Regions from separate parts of the Anas platyrhynchos genome. Here region 2 is linked to region 1. The links are chromatin contacts, called in public Hi-C maps. All regions are on one chromosome and are shown on one strand. Each heading gives the region's core, a stretch centred on a gene start, on an enhancer-like site or on the middle of the called end of the contact. The rest is flanking DNA. Distances are from core to core; before and after follow the strand shown.

Region 1 (7,310 bases), core at 1,026-3,525:
TTAGTTTTGTCTGCCTGCTGCTTTCAGCCAGCATTTCTTCATCCCGGCAGCAAGGAAGTTGAAAGGGAACGCGTTATCGGGTATCGAAAGTAGCGCCGGGTGGTGAGAGAGGAAAAACATTCCCATCTTCCTGCCTTGATATTTTGGTCTGGGTGCTGAAAGCCAGTCCCCATGCTTGCTGGGTGGAAGTGCTGCCTGCGGAGATGTATTTTCACATGGCATTTAAGCAGCTTTTGGATGCCTTGTAGTTCTTTGTCTCCCCTCTCTCAGCCTGCTGAATAACATTTTGTCTCCTCCAGCATCCCTGCCTCCCCCAGTTCCATGTGGGGCGGTAACAGGGAGGGAAATGGAACAGCTGGAAGTGTTCCCTTGGCTGACATCGAGGTGTCCCAGGCTTTGCCACCAGCTCAGGGGGAGCCCTGGAGAGGTTGGAAGGCCACTGCCCTTCCCCAGGGTGGCAAGTGCTGGGAACTGGGGCTTGGCTCAGAGGCTCTGGGGCTTGGCTACCTGTCTCTGGCTCTCCTTTCTCAAAGCCTGCTTGGAGATGAAAGTCCTGGCTCTTGCAGCTCGGGCAGTAGCAGGAGATCCATTTCTTCCGCAGGCTGACCACCAGGCTGCTGTTGGAATAAAAATTAGAGCTGAAAGCTGTCAGGCTCGGTGCTGGGGAGAGGAGGATGGCTAGGCATTATGTTCTGTGCTTTATTCACCCTGCAGGCTTTCAGAGAGGCGATGTAAATCACGCAGGGCAGCTGCGGGCTCTTCAGACAGCACCAGTCAGGCTCGTAGACACTGAAACTGAATCTGCATCCCCTGCCCTAACCCTGGCTGCGGGGACAGGCCTGGCAGGTGAGACCACGCAGGAGCTGCGCTGCGTATCAGTTCCCTTCCACATTTATGGAGCACTGCCTCCTCCCTCCCCCGTGTGCTAACCTATTTCTCCAGCATCTGGGCTCCAGCACCGTCACGGCGAAGTTTGCGCAGCACAGCGCGTTTTTCATTCCGGCTGACTTTCTCTTCTTATTAGCCCTTTTTTTTTTTTTTTTTTCCCTTGCCCTCATTCTGTATTTTTCTTTTCGCAGCTGCTGTTTGCCGAGGAGCTGTGTCAGCCTGGCAGGAGCAGCCGTGCTGGAGATGCCACTCGTGGTTCGGAGCCGGCGGTGAGCTCCTCGGGGATGTGGGGCTGTGCCCAGCGGGGCCGTGCCACAGGAGGACTGCGAGGACCCCGCAGTGAGTACCTGGGGCGCGTCTCTGCTGGCTGTGGGATCTCGGAGAGTGGCTCCAGCCCTTGCCGGGGTGTATCAGCCTCTGGGCTTAGCCCTTCGGGAGGGAGCCTGCGTACGTGTGTGCTCCTAGGGTGGGAATAAAGCAAGGCGCCGTGCTCTAAGTAGGCTGCGTCTGTTCAGCTCGGCGGTGGGTAATAGTCGTGCTGCTGGAAGGTGAGATGGGAGCTCTACAATCACATGGCCTAAAAAAAAGGGCAGAGAGAGGAGTTATTCAACGCCACTCTGTAATTTGGCTTCAGCCTCTGTAGTGCTTTTATTAGCGTGAAGGCTCAAAGTAAAGTAAAGGAAGCAGAGCTGGGGACCTTCTTGCCTCGGGATGCTGGGGATGCTGAAAGCCAAGACGTTCAAAAAGTGTTTCGTGGCAGAAAAACCCATCAGGGGCTACAGAAAAAGCAGCCATCCCTGGCTGAGAAAGCTTCAAGTTGCAGATCCCTGGAGGGAGTGGGATGGTGCCAGGAGGCATCCCCACGTGTCTGTCCTCTTCCTGCACCCCCAAGGCCCTGGGGCTCTGGTGCGAGGTGCTGGGCCTTTGTTTTTTTTTTATGTTAGGGGTGAAGCGAGGGGTTTTGTGTCACGCCGTCTCAGTTCCCAAAGTGTCACGTTCCCGATTGTCTCTCTCCTGCTCCTGAGAGAAGTCGCTGTCAGAGCTGTCACACGCCAGCCCTCGGGAGGTCTGTGTGACCAGTTCTCACGTGGCTGAGGAAAACCCAGTGTCCTTTTTTGTTTTTTTTTTTTGTTTTGTTTGGGTCCTTAATGACATTGCAAGAAAGACTTGAAGAAACATTGTACGGTTCAAGATCTCCAGCAGGACGTGGTAAAGCCAAGCAGCCACCCACCAAAAGCCACCTCCTCCCCTCCCACCCCATCCAGTAGCTGTTGGCAGCTAGTGGAGCAGGAAGAAGGGCAAGGCGCTATCTTTGGGGCAGAACTCGGTGTTTTTCCCTCTGCTTGCTGTGTCGGATTTGCCTCTTGGGGGCAACCTCGCCCTGCTCCAGCCCAGAGCGTGGCTTTTGTGCTTGCAAAGACAAAAGGGAGCTCAGCGGGCCTGGGAGAGGAGGGCTCGCTGTCCCTCCCTGCCTTTGCGTTATCAGACAACTTTTGGCAGTCGCTGCAGTTATTTGCTGAAAGGATTTAAGGAAGGCCGCCAAGGCTGGGCTGTTTGCTGCTTTCCAGAAACGAGCCGCTTGGCTCCTGAAGGGCCCTTCCCAGCCTTGGAGCCCTTGGAAATCCTTCCTGCCCCTCTGTGGCAGGAGAGGGACGGCTCCTCTGCGGCTCTCGGCTAGCGGGCAGCACGTAAATGCACGCGTGTAGGATTTACAGCGATCTCCCCGCTGTTCTTCTGCCCGGGATCCCTTGGGCAATCCCTAATCCTATCAGCGCTGCGGTGAGCACACTCACTGCTCCAGCCCCGTTGTAGGGCCGTGCTCCCGAGCAGATGTGTCATCCGTGCCCAGTCCGTAAATAACCATTTACCTTTATTTAAAGGGCGTTGAGGTGCGTGCTGGAAGAAAGGGAGCATTATTCACGCGTCGTGCTGTGGTTCCTAATGGGGCTCTACGCCCCGATGTGACCTCCAAAGCCGCTCGTTCCGCGCCCGCAGCGCCCCGATCTGCTTCTTACCCCGCGGGTCAGAAACGAGGGGAATAAACAGCGGTGACGGGTGCCTCGCGTGGCAGTGTCCTTGCAGGGGAGGCGCTGGGGACGTTGCGGGCAGGGGGGGCACATGAATCAGCTTTGGCTTGCGATGCAGAATCGATGCTTTCCTGTTTTGTGCCTTCCTATTTCGTGCCTTCCCTGAAGCGTGGCCATAGCCAGGTAGGAGGGGGACCCCACACGCTCCTCGCACACCAGTGGAGATGGTGGCACCGGGGGCTGGAGCCCCACAGCCCCCCCCAGCGTCCCGTTTGGGGCTGGTGGCAGCAGCTATGGCTGCGGGGTGCCTGTGGGGACAGCGTCAGCCCTGCTGGGACAGCGGCGCTGGCTCCAGACAGCCGGGGAGGGAACGTGGAGCTCATTAAGCCGGCCCTCCGGCGTGCGCCCTGCTGGCTTTGCCACCGTCCTGCTTAATAGCTCCCTCCTCTTCTCTTCTCTGCCTTTTTGTTTTGTTTATAAAGGTAAATGAGCTGTGCGGATACGCAGGAACATGAATCAAAGGAATTCGGCTGACTCCTGCGGGCCCCGTTTGCCCCGTCACGTAATAGGAGATGCGCCGTGAGTGCTGCCCGCTCTGAAAACACCCCAGGACAAAAAACTGTTTGTGAGGCGTCTCAGTGCAACTTCCCAAAATCTGGTTACGTAAGGGGAAAAAAAAAAATAATCCAGCTTTGGAATACATTAACTTGGTTGGACAGTCCTGGGCGGAGGTACCAGTCAGAAACAAATCAATTAGTGAAGGCTGCAGAGAAATTTCACTGGTTTTGAGCTGCAGAGCCAGGCTGGGGAGTTGCATGTTCCACCTCCAACATTTAACACCGGGCATTGGAAACATCACCCGTGTCTAAAGAGCCCACGAGGTGACGTGAGAGGAGCCTCGGGCCCATGCTGTGCTTTTGATGGGTTAACCCCCAACTTTAAAAATAAAACGAAAGCATGGGGAGGGTGAGGCTGCAGCGTTCCTCGGCTGGAAGCAAAAATCAGCACGGAATGAAAGCCGGGCTGCTTTTGGGACACGTGCTGATGGCTGTGTTGTTAGGAGGGAGATGTTTCCATGGCAAAACCATCGCCCTCGGCGCTGCTGCACGGCGCGGGGATGCGGCGGTGGCCCTGGGGAGCGTCCTGGTGCACTCAGCATCTCCCCAACGCAGGGTGGGAGCTCGGGGCCGTGCCGGGAAGGCTGCCTGCTCAGCATTTATTTGCCAGCCCTCCCGACTTTAAAGGAAAACTAAAAGCAAAGGCGAGACCGAAATAGCTCATTTTTGTCTCAGCAGAGAAATTCTTGCTTTGAGCATCGTTGTCACTCAGCCTAAATTGGTTTTAAATGCTTGTCGGGATGGGGCAGCATTTCTCAGCCGCTCGTTCCCTGGCACCCCACTGAGGCAGAGTCTGGCCTTGAAGGCCAAGGACTCAGACATCATCGTGCTTCTTCCTGACTGTGTTAGGGCTGCTGTTATTTAGGGCTGGAGGGATGTTAACAGGTATTTTGTTGCCCCTACCTTTAATTTCACAGCAGCCCTGTCCTGCACAGCACCGATAACCCTGCCTGGCCAAGCCATCCCCACGGGGACACCGTTTGCCACGCAGCCACGCAGGTCTCCCAAATCCCTCCTCCAGAGGCAGGCATGGCGCTGCTCGGGGCTGTATTTTTAAACCCCAGCTGATAAATTTTGGAGGTTCCTCGCCTTCCCCTGCCCCCTCGCCCCTCTCAAAGTGTCAGAGACGAAGGGAAGCCATGAGAGTGATGGACGAGCTCGGCTTCGGCTGCCGGTGCTGCTGGCAGGTTATTTACTGTGCCACCCTTCCCTCGCAGTGCAGATGGGGTTAGCCGGGCTCGGGGGAGAGAAAAGTCCCGGCCCTACAAGAAACCCAGCCCTGAGCTGGCGCTGAGGCAGCAGGGGCCGTGCCGCTGCCTCCTGGCACGTCGCAACTTTCTCAGACAAATCCCTCAGCAATTGTAATTTTCCTCGCTGGCTCCCAGCCCGCAGAAGGAAGAGGGGTTGGGAAAGTTTGCTCAGCGGCTTCAAGGGAAAAGGATCCCCGTGCCCTCTGCCCCCTGGGGCATTTACCCCAGGGCCCATGCGGGGCATTTGGCAGGGATTACCCATGGTTTCCTGTAGAAAAGCCGGGCTGGGAAGTCCCGAATGCTGCTGGAAGGATGGGGGCAAAGAGGGAGAGGAAACCCCAAAATCAAGGGGCCGGGAGGCAGCAGGCACGGGGTGTGCTGGCGTGGTTGGAGCGCGGGGCTTTGCGGGTTTCATAAATCCCCGAGCGAGGAGGTTTTGTAACTCGCGGCGGCAGCCAGCCAAATCCCCAGGCTGGGGGTTGTGTCTTCTGCTCCCGCTCGGGGCGAGGGCGAGGCGGGTTTGGGGCCAAAGGAGGCGAATTTGGGGCTCCGTGCGTGTGATGGGGAGAGCCCAGCTGCAAGGCATCGAGGCGCTGGGGCTGTCTTAGAGGTACCGGTCACCTAGGGGGGGGATGCGTGGGCGGAATTTGGGGTTCACTGCTGCTGGCTGGGCATCAGAGGGGTGAAGCGGGCTGTGGGCAGGCACGGTGGGAACCAGCCCGGTTTTGGGAACGAGAGCAAAGCCCTATTAACGAGCAGCCGGGCTGGGCAGGGCACCACGGCGGCTCCTCTGCTGCCCCACGGGGCCGGGCTGGCTTCGGCTCCCGGCTGCTGGGACCCCGCTGAGGCCCCCGGGAAGCCGTGAGAAGAAGGCAAGGGCGCCAGCGGGGCCCTAAATTCCTTCGGAGGATCTCACGGGGGCAGCAGAGCGAGCGGAGGGCTCTGGAAATAGATCTCCTTCCAGCTGCCGATGAGTCGCGTTAATTAATTAAAGCCTCGCAAGCTCGGGCCTGTAACTACGCAGCGCCGAGCGCGCCGGGCTCAGCTCGCGCCTTGCTCATGCACTAATTACCCCGCTGCGAGGCCGGGAGCTAGCGCAACCCCAATTTGGGCTTGTAGCCACGTGGGTGGGCAAGGAGCCGGGCTGCAGGACGGGATGGGATGGGATGAGATGGGACGGGACGGGCCAGACCTGCCTGCCCTCTCCCAGGACAGCAGGCACGCAGGCAGCGTCCCCTCTGTGCCTTTTTTTGGGGTGCCTTTTTTGGGGGAAAGCCTCCGGTGTGCACCCTGCTGAGAGCCCTAGAAAGCAGGGCCCTGCTCGCTTCCCACGGGAGGTCGGGGAGAGCACAGCCCACGGATTTCTGTGGGGTGGGAGGCGAGGCGTGGAGCCGCTTGGGTTTTGCTCAGGGACAGGAGGAAATGGCAATTAGCTGCTGGAGCGTGCAGGCGTGGCAGGAGGGAGGCCAACAGCACAGGAGGAGGTGATTAGGGTCTCCCCTCTGCTTGTAGGGCCCCAGGAGTGCAGGTTGAGAGTTTGTGATGGGAACAAGAGCCATGGGGGCAGGCATGGTGCCCGCAGGAGCCCCCGGAGGTTTTATTTTGGCTCTGCCCCCCCCAAATTTCCCACATCCAGGTGGTGAGGAGCAGTTTCCATGCGGGCTGACCCTCATCCCGGAGCCATCCTCCAAAAATCGCTCTCCAGCACCTCCCACCTGGCACCCAGCCCGGCTGTGGGGCGCAGGGCTAAGGGGGGGGGGACACACACGGACTCTTTACCCCCTTTCCTATGGGGTTGGCGTGGAGAGGAGGGGCCGAGCGGTGCCCGCTGGCAGCGTGCCGGCACCAGGTGCTGTACGGCTTGGCAAACACGGCACAGCCACGGGAGGAGCTGCAGAAGCCACCCAGGACACCAAGGCTCCGTGTGGGGCCTCCTTGGGGTTACCCAGCCCCAAAAAGAGCTCCTGTTGGGTGAAAACAGGCTGTAGGGGGGGGCACGGTGTGACACGGTGGGGCACGGTGGCACGGCACAAGGTGGCACCGTGCCACGCACCCACAACACCAGGACACCCCAAGGGGCTCAGCACCCCTCCGGCGAACCCCCCAGCCCCCAAAACCCCACCCCAAGCCCACCGGGGGGCCACCCCAATCCCCAAACCCCCCTCTCCGCTGCCCCCAAGGCCACGTCCCCCCCTGGGCGCACGCTTTGGGAGACTTTGCCCCTCTCCGCGCCACGCCGGGCGCGCTGCCCAGACACGGCAACCTCGAGGGGGGGGTGACACGAAGCAGGGACGGTCCTGGGGCCTCTCGTTTAGGGTTTTTGGAGGGGGGCAGAGCCCCCGGTGCCGCTCCCACCCCACACACACCCGGCCCGGTACCGGCGGGGCTGCGCGCAACCGGCAGAGGGCGGCGCGGGGCGGCTCGGCACGGCCCACGGCGGGGCTGCGCGCAGCGACCTGCGCCGGGCGGCTCGCCCCGAGCCGAAAGGAGCCGAGAGGAGCCGTGCCGAGCCGCAGGCGAGTGAAAAG
Region 2 (7,528 bases), core at 3,123-5,622, 43 kb before region 1:
TTTTTTTTTTCCCAACGCTTCCACGTGTCACCCTGTCACTTGGAGCTGCTGCGGAGTTTCGTGCCGGCCCTGAGCTCTGTAACCTGCTGGAGCTGGGAGGGAAATGCTGCTTCTTCCAGCTGTGGTGGTTATTTGCAGGTGCCTGAGGAGTCCCGCCTGCATTGCGCACGGGTGGTAATGCAGCGCATCCTCGGTGTAAGCTGCTCTTCCTCTGCTTGCCCCTCTCTCAAAAGGCACAGCAGGGCAGGGGCAGCACTGGGGGGACTGCTCGGTGCTCTCGTCCCCAAACCAGTGCTTGCTGATCCCCCTTGAGCTGGGATGCACGGGCTGCTGGATGGAGACGTGTTGTGCCCGCCTGGGGCTGCGAGAGCCCCCAGGGCAACTCCGCAGCTGGAAATGAAGCAGTGAAAGGCATTTTCCAGGCAGCCAGGTGCCTTCCAGCCAGCTCAGATGCAGCAGATGGGAAGGGTTGGGGCTGGGCTGGGACATCCTGGTGCACCCAGCAGCTACGCGTGCGCCCTTTGCTCCCTGCCAGCCCCACACCTGCTTTGGGAGCAAAGGGGAAAGCGTGGGGCAGGTGGGGACCCCCGTGAGCTGCTCATTTTCAACCAAACCAGGAGGCTGGGCTGGCAGCTGACAGGCACAGAGAGGAGTTTTTTTGGCTCAGAAGTGCTTTGCCAGGGCTGTGACGGCAGCAGCAGCGCGGGGTGGCTGGAGAGGGAGCGCAGCTGGCAGGGGGCTGCGTGCCGGAGACGAGCCCCTGGCTCTGGAGGATCAGCAGAGGGCCGGGAAATGACAGGCGCGCTTTGGAGCCCCGACAAAGATTTTGGTGGGGGAAATACCCAGCAAATGTCTGCGCCGGGAGCCAGCTCCACGGTTGCTCAACAGCCAGCGTGGGGCTCTATTTTTGTCTGTCCACAGGGAGCCGGGTTCAGCCGGGGCAGCGCGAACCCGCTGAGCCTCCCCTGCTCCCACTGAGCTCACCAAGCTGCGGAGGGAGAGGTGGGCTCGGGGACCCTGCTGTGCTATTTTTCAGGCTGCTGTGGCTTGGTAGAGAGGTTTTGATAGCCCTGAGACCCCCCCAAGCTGAGAAATGTGGGGTGATTTCCCCCCTTCCTTCCCCCGGGGATGCTACGGCTGCAGCAGGCTGTTGGGGTCCGGCTGCGGGGCGCTGGTATTCAGCCCCAGGTAGAGACTGGGGGCTTTGGGGTGTGTCCAGGGGCTCCTCGGCCACCTTCTGGCTGTTTAAATATGTTGAAATCCTTTCTGCTTTCATTCCCATGCTGTAAAACTCCTCTCCGATGTGTTTCCCCCAAAGGGCTGCAGGATGCTGCTCCCCAAAGTGCCGGCCACCCGCCCTCAGCCCTTGGCCGCCCCAAGCAGCTCAGCTTCCAGGAACCAAAAGGAAAAGCCTTCCCCAGCCTTCCTCCACATCCTGCTCTTCTCAGAAAGGGGAAGAGCCTCAAGCAGAGGGCTTAACCCCAATGCCCCCGTGGTGCCCGGGGCGGTGTCCCCTTCCCTTGCTGCGTGGCCCCAGGGAGGTGACGGGTGCAGGGGCCGTGCGGGACAGCGCAGGGGCAGCCTGGCACGTGCCCTGCTGTGCCCTGTCCCCCTGCACGCCCGGATGGAGCAGGGCCAGCTCCAGGAAAGCTCTTTTTGGGGTCCTGCCCTTGGGTGCCCATCTCCCGAAGGTCCCGGGTCAGTCTGACCTGGGCGAAATGGGAAGCCTGCAGGGGCTGAGGTGCAAACTCCAGGCTTCGGCTGTTTCCCCTCGCTTGCAAGGTTTATTGCTCTGCGGGGGTTAAGGAAGAAGCAACGCCCCGGTTTTGGCACTGCCAGCTAATTAGCACGGGAGCTACTGATTAGACAGGACGTGCCCAGGGCCGGGCAGCGGTGTCTCGTGGGCGTTCATCCAGCCTGCCTGGCTTTGTCTTCCCAGGAAGCCTGCAGAAATAGTTACACACAGCCCCCATCCCAAGTGAAAATATCAGCAGGACGGGTCCGCTTTCGCAGCTCACCCAAAAAAATACCGATAAAACCGAGGCTGGGCTGGAGATGCTCGCACCCATGGGGCTGTGCCCGGGGGTGAAACCTCAGCACATCCATGCTTTGGCTCCCTGGGGACAGCAGCAGCAGGGACACCCCCCCTCACCCGGCCACACTGGCACCCCCCACTCCCCGGCCCCGGCAGGGACCCCCGCACTCACCCTCAGCTCCTGCCCCGGCTCCGTCTGTGCCGCCTGCGAGCGGAGGCACTCTAAATATCGCCGCCGACTTACTCACTTCTCTTCCTGGACGGCGGCGTGCAGGGTTTCCACCCACTTCTTTCACCTTTGGTTTCCAGGCTTTCTGAGAAAAGGGGAAGCCGTGGGAGGGAGCGACCGGCATCCCCGTGCCAGGGACGCAGCCTCCGGGAGCTCGCACCCCCCCCCCCCGGGAAGGGGGTCCCGGGATGGGGGCCCCCAGGAGCCTCCAGGAGCTTGCTGCATGGTGCTGGGGCTGATATCCACATCACCCACAACTGTGATGAGCGGTGTCCGTCCTCAGCCTGCGGGTCCCTGCGCTTTTAACCCTGCAGCATCCCCTCAGCACCTCTCCGGGACGCGTAAAGCACCGCGGCCAGGCAGATGCCCAGGCAGGGCGAGCGCACGGGCCTGGTGGGGTGGCTTTTCCACCCGGTCACGTTGCCCGGCGTCCTGTTCCTGTCCTGTCCCCCTCTGGCCGCCCCATGCCCGAGCATTGTTCTGCTCAGAACTGACGTCAGGTCCCCCGGGGCTCCTCTCCACCCGCGGGTTGGAAAGGAGAGGCTGGGGGGCATGAGGGGCATGTCCTGCTGCTCCCCGCGGAGCCACACGGGTGTTTAGGCAATATTTGCCCGGTGTTTTCATCTTCTGGGGGCTGTCGGGTGTTTTTGGGGGGCAGGAAGCGCCCGGAAGGCTGCGGGGATGAGATTACCGAGCTGGTTTATCTGCGCCCCGAGCGCGTGATGAGCACTCGGGCTGCAGCCCACGGGTTTATCGTGCGGTGCCCAAAGCGGCCAGCAGCAATGATTTGGGGACCCAATGTGGTCTCCGAGCCCCGGCTCTGCGTGGTCTCAGCCCCATGCCTCCTTCACAGCGGGGATAAGGCTGGATGGGAACTTTGTGAACCTCGATTTCTCCCATTTTCCGAGCAAAGGCAACCTCCAGCAGGTCGAGGCGGGCGTTGTGCAGGGGGACAAGACCCAAGACCTGCTCCCTCCTCCTGAGGCCAGCCAAAACCCCTGGTGGGATGGAGCTCAGCCCCAAAGCAGACACCAGAGAATCCCACAGAGGCGAAAACATCTTTCATCCTGCCCTTTGGGGCGAGGGATGCAGTGAGCCAGGGGCAGTTTGGACTCAGCAGGTGCCTGATTTGCAGCCTGCTGCTCACAGCCCGCTGCCTGGCGAGCTGTTTTACCCCGTGACAGATTTCCTTTGGGACCTTTTTCCCCTCGGCCACACGGATAAAAGCTGGGTGACGTTTCCTGAATCCCCAGGAGTGGGGAGAAACGGAGACAAACAGGGGACACAGAGGGGACTTTGGAGCCATGGAGCCGTCCCCGCATGCCTGCAGCAGCGGAGGAAGCAGGGCAGGGCGGGGGGAAGGGAGTTTCTCGGGTTGTTTTTCCCCTCAAGGTTCCTGTTTCCCCTCCAGCCCCGCTCCACACATACTGGCAGCCCTCCCCGTGCCCCTTGCAGCGGGGAGGAAAAGGGAAAAAAAAGGAACAATTGGGGATGAACTGGGGGAAAACCGCAGGGCTGAGTCACTCCTCGGAGAGCTCCGTGTCCGGGCAAGGTCCCCCCGAGCCCTCCCCGGGGACGGTCACGCTCAGCATCGTCTGCCAGCATCCCTGGCGGGTGTCCATCGCACGGCAGGAAGGTTTCCTGGTGGCCAAAGAAGCAGAAGCGAGAGCGAAGGCGTGCGGAGAGCTGGGGGAAGGCGCTGCTTGGAGAGGAAACGGCACCAAGGGGGGACCCTGGAACCCCAGGGGGATGCGCCCCAAAAGGAGCCTCCCGGCCCAGGGGTGGCTTAGGGTTAATGATAGGACTCGGGGTGGCAGCCTGCGAGGTGGGCTCGCCCCCAGAAATGTCTTGGGGAGCAGGGTGAGCTTGGTGAACCCCCACCTCCAGCCCCCTTGCTGCGGCCCCCAAAAAGCCCGGCTGGTGCTGGGAAGGATTGCGCCATCGTGCTGCTGCTTCCCCACGCTCTGCGCCCAGGGCTGGTGTTTCCCCGAAATGTAAACCCCCCGATGGTCAAAGCCGTGCTCCTGCCAGCCTCGTGTGCATGGCTGGAGCAGGATGGGGCCTGGGATGGGTCCAGATGTGGGGACTCGCCCCATGCAGCAGCTCCAAGCTCCTGCACCCCCCTCTAGCGGCAAATCCGAGAGGGTTTTGCCTCTGGGACAGGGGGCACAAGGGGATCCCTCACCCCAATCACCCCCACTTTTGGCCCCCAGTTGGATTTGGGACCACGTTACACGTGCCAGGAGGCTTCTGCCAAGTGTAGGGTGGGCAGCGGGTGTCCCTACACTGGGGAGCACAGCATCATACCCACACCCTGCCACCCGAATCGGGGCTCGCAGGGGGCTCGTCGCCCTCTGTACCCCTGTCAGCATCGTGCAGGGGTGCGGGGACTGCATCGTGCAGGTGCTGCGAGGTGCAGGGCTGCAAATCCCCAGGCTGGGAATCGGCACGGCGTCGCTCCCGGAAATCCAGCCGGGGTCCACCCACTGTTTGGAGAGGAAAGCGAGCTGAATCACCCATGTGGGGAAGGAAAATGCTCCGAGCGTGGGCCTCCAGAGCTCCCCGGGCAGGTCTGCTGCAGGAGGGGGCACGGGGGGAGCAGCCCGTGGGGTGGCCAAGCCCATCCCAGCCAGCAGCAGTGCTCTGGGGCAGCCCCATGGCATCAGGGATGGGGTCTGGGCTCTTTAGGATCTGGCAGTGATGGGAAGGGCACGTTGCAGGCACCCGCTGCCAGCAGATAAAGGACACTGCAGGCAGCCCCCCTGCACCACCCTGCTGCTTCCCTCCCCGTGCCGTGCCATGGGGCCTTCAGAAACCTTCAGAAACCCTCCAGGAGCAGCAGGATAGGATGGAAGGGAGGATATGGGGGACGTGGAGCAGTGGTGGCTCTGTGGGGACACGAGAAGCGTGGCTGGGAGCAGGCACTAGAGGGCTGCATGCTCCTGCTCTTGCTGTCAGACTCCAACCAAGCAGCTGGGGATGCTGATGGGTCTGGCAGGGGCTGGGTTACCTGGAGAGAGCTGGGAACTTTGCAGAATTGGCATTTACCCTCTGCATGACCAATATTTTATTTTTTTTTATCACTTTAATTATGTTTTTCCCAAGCTCTGCTGCTGCCTGAGCAAATTTGCACAGCAGAAAGAGGCAAATTTGGGCTGTGCCCTGTTCCCTGAGCCCTCGGGGGCTGCAGTGGCACAGCACTTGCCCCAGGAAGGCTGCTGAGAAATGGGCGTCCCTTTCACTGTAGGACCAGCCGTGATTCTCCTTCCACCCCTCTAAAGTCTGAGCACGCTGAGACACATCTCCAGATCCCACATACGAGCCCGTATTCGCAAGCTTGAGCTTGATTCATCCTGAGCGTGTTTTTGGGGCAGCCCGGTGCCCCACCAGGCGCTGTCCCTGGCCGTGGATGTTTGGCATTTCCATTTTCCTTCCCGTACCTCGAGGTGTGTGGGGTGTTTGAGTCATCTCCCTGCCCTGCCCTGCTGACAGCAGGGGATGGAAACGCTCCCCGTGGAGCCTGCCCCTGCCCTCAGCGCTGGGACAAGCACCTGGTGTGCACTGGGTGTGGGGAAAACGGCGTGAACTCGTTAGGATAAGAGATATTGTGCAGGTATTGCTTGGCGTGCTGATAAAGCAAAGGCAAGGGAAGGAAAAGGCAGCTCGGGAGGCTGCGCTCCCGCAGCAGGAGGGGCCCTTCAGCTTCACTGCTCCATCAGCACCGGCTCGTGGAGGAGTTCAGAAGGAACCCGAAATCTGATTTGCTTTATATCAGATCAGGCAGGATAATCACGTTTATTTCCCTCGGAAAACCCAAGCTTTCAATTTCAGCCCAGATTAAGAAGTTGTCCTCTGATCTACGTTGCAGGAGACTCTAATTGGGAACAGGAGGTCAGGCGCTTCCCAGGCTGCTTCTTGCACGCCGAACCCTCAGGATTAGCATCTCTGCGTCTCGTGGCATGGAAATAAATCCCGAGAGCTGCTACCTTTGCAAAGACACTCTGGAGCTGAATTGCTTTCTCTCAGCAGTGTTAAACTTTTCTGGAAAGAAAACCCAATCAATACCTGGTTGTGTTGGGTCACTGCAGGTAAATTTGGGACAAGAAAGATGAAAACCAAGTTGTGCCTTTTGAAAGCCTCCTTTTTGGGATCCCTTCTCCTGCCTTTGAGCACATCTACAAATGCTGTTGGCCTGCACCAGCAAGGCGAGGATCCTCCTGTGATAAAAGGATTTTGCTAAGGCTCTTTGAGAGACCGCCGTGGTCCCAAAGGGTGAATGTTGGTGGCAGGGTGTCACTGAGCAGGAAAGGAGAGGCAAAGTTATTCCTTTTCTGTCAAAAATGACCTCTTATTGCTGGGTGTGATGGTCTAAGTGGGACCCCTGGCCCACTCACAGGCCGTGCATTTTCTTCATGCTTCTCTTGAAATTAACCATGATTTATGCTCGAGAACGTATTTTCAACAAGACAGATCCGAAGACATCAGGAAATGAGCAACATTTTTCCAGATAGTTTGTTTTATCAGTTAACCACTGGCACTGCTTTCCCCCCCCCCCTTTTTTTTTTTTTTTTTTTTTTTTTGTCTGGCTGAAATCCTAAACATTAGTTCCTGTTATGGATATCAGGAGGAATTAAAATGCTCTCTGGTATAGCACAATTTTTCTTTTCAGGATGTGGGGTACGGTAATTAATTATTTCAGATTTTTTTTTCTCCTGAAAAAGCTGGGATTTGGTGCTTTTGCTGCTGGGAAAAAAGCCATTCCTGCAGATTTCAGCCCTTTTCCAGCAGCATTTTTTTGCCTTCCCTCTCCAGCTCATGTTCCTGCAGCCCTGTAGCGCGGCAGGTCAGGGACCTGACCCTGTTGAAAGTTTTTGCAGCCTCTGGGTTACTTCCAGCTTGCAGTCCGCTTGCTGTAGGGCCGTGTGGTTTGGTGCAGATCCTAGCATGGCTAGGGCTGGGTGGGATGTCACAGCAGTGCCACCTGTGCCATCACGCTGCCACCGAAGCCTCAGGCCAAGAGAAAAGCAAAAGGCCACTGCTTGCCTGGCTTTGTTTCCTTGCCTCCAAAGGGCCACGGCTGCTGTGGCTCTTTGGAGGCAAGGAAACAAAGCCAGCCAGTGGCACCGACGGGGCTGATTGCAGCCTTATCTTTATGAGCTACTCCTCGCCATGAGAAGGAATTAAAGGGAAGTCATTTGGCCCAGCTGAGCTGAGTGTGAGAATAATATAAAAGAACCATTTCTTACCCTTCGTGGGCCATTTAA

The links. A called contact is a pair of places that touch in the nucleus more often than the background predicts.
Region 2: a contact with region 1 is called in a Hi-C map of liver, with 5 times the contacts expected there. The contact joins two enhancer-like sites. A contact is called at or near these places in 2 of 8 Hi-C or Micro-C datasets (F5 follicle and liver).

What each region holds. Positions count from the first base shown.
Region 1 is chr6:27,719,501-27,726,810 of IASCAAS_PekinDuck_T2T, reverse strand. It overlaps SEMA4G (semaphorin 4G), which reads left to right and starts at 7,165. Exons shown (of 15, transcript XM_072039731.1): 1 at 7,165-7,298. Within about 2 kb of position 2,275, at least 7 of the 8 cell types and tissues checked have an H3K27ac peak or open chromatin away from gene starts, as enhancers often do.
Region 2 is chr6:27,764,440-27,771,967 of IASCAAS_PekinDuck_T2T, reverse strand. No RefSeq gene overlaps it. Among named protein-coding and RNA genes, the nearest start is that of C6H10orf95, 9.1 kb to the left of the region's middle. Within about 2 kb of position 4,372, at least 3 of the 8 cell types and tissues checked have an H3K27ac peak or open chromatin away from gene starts, as enhancers often do.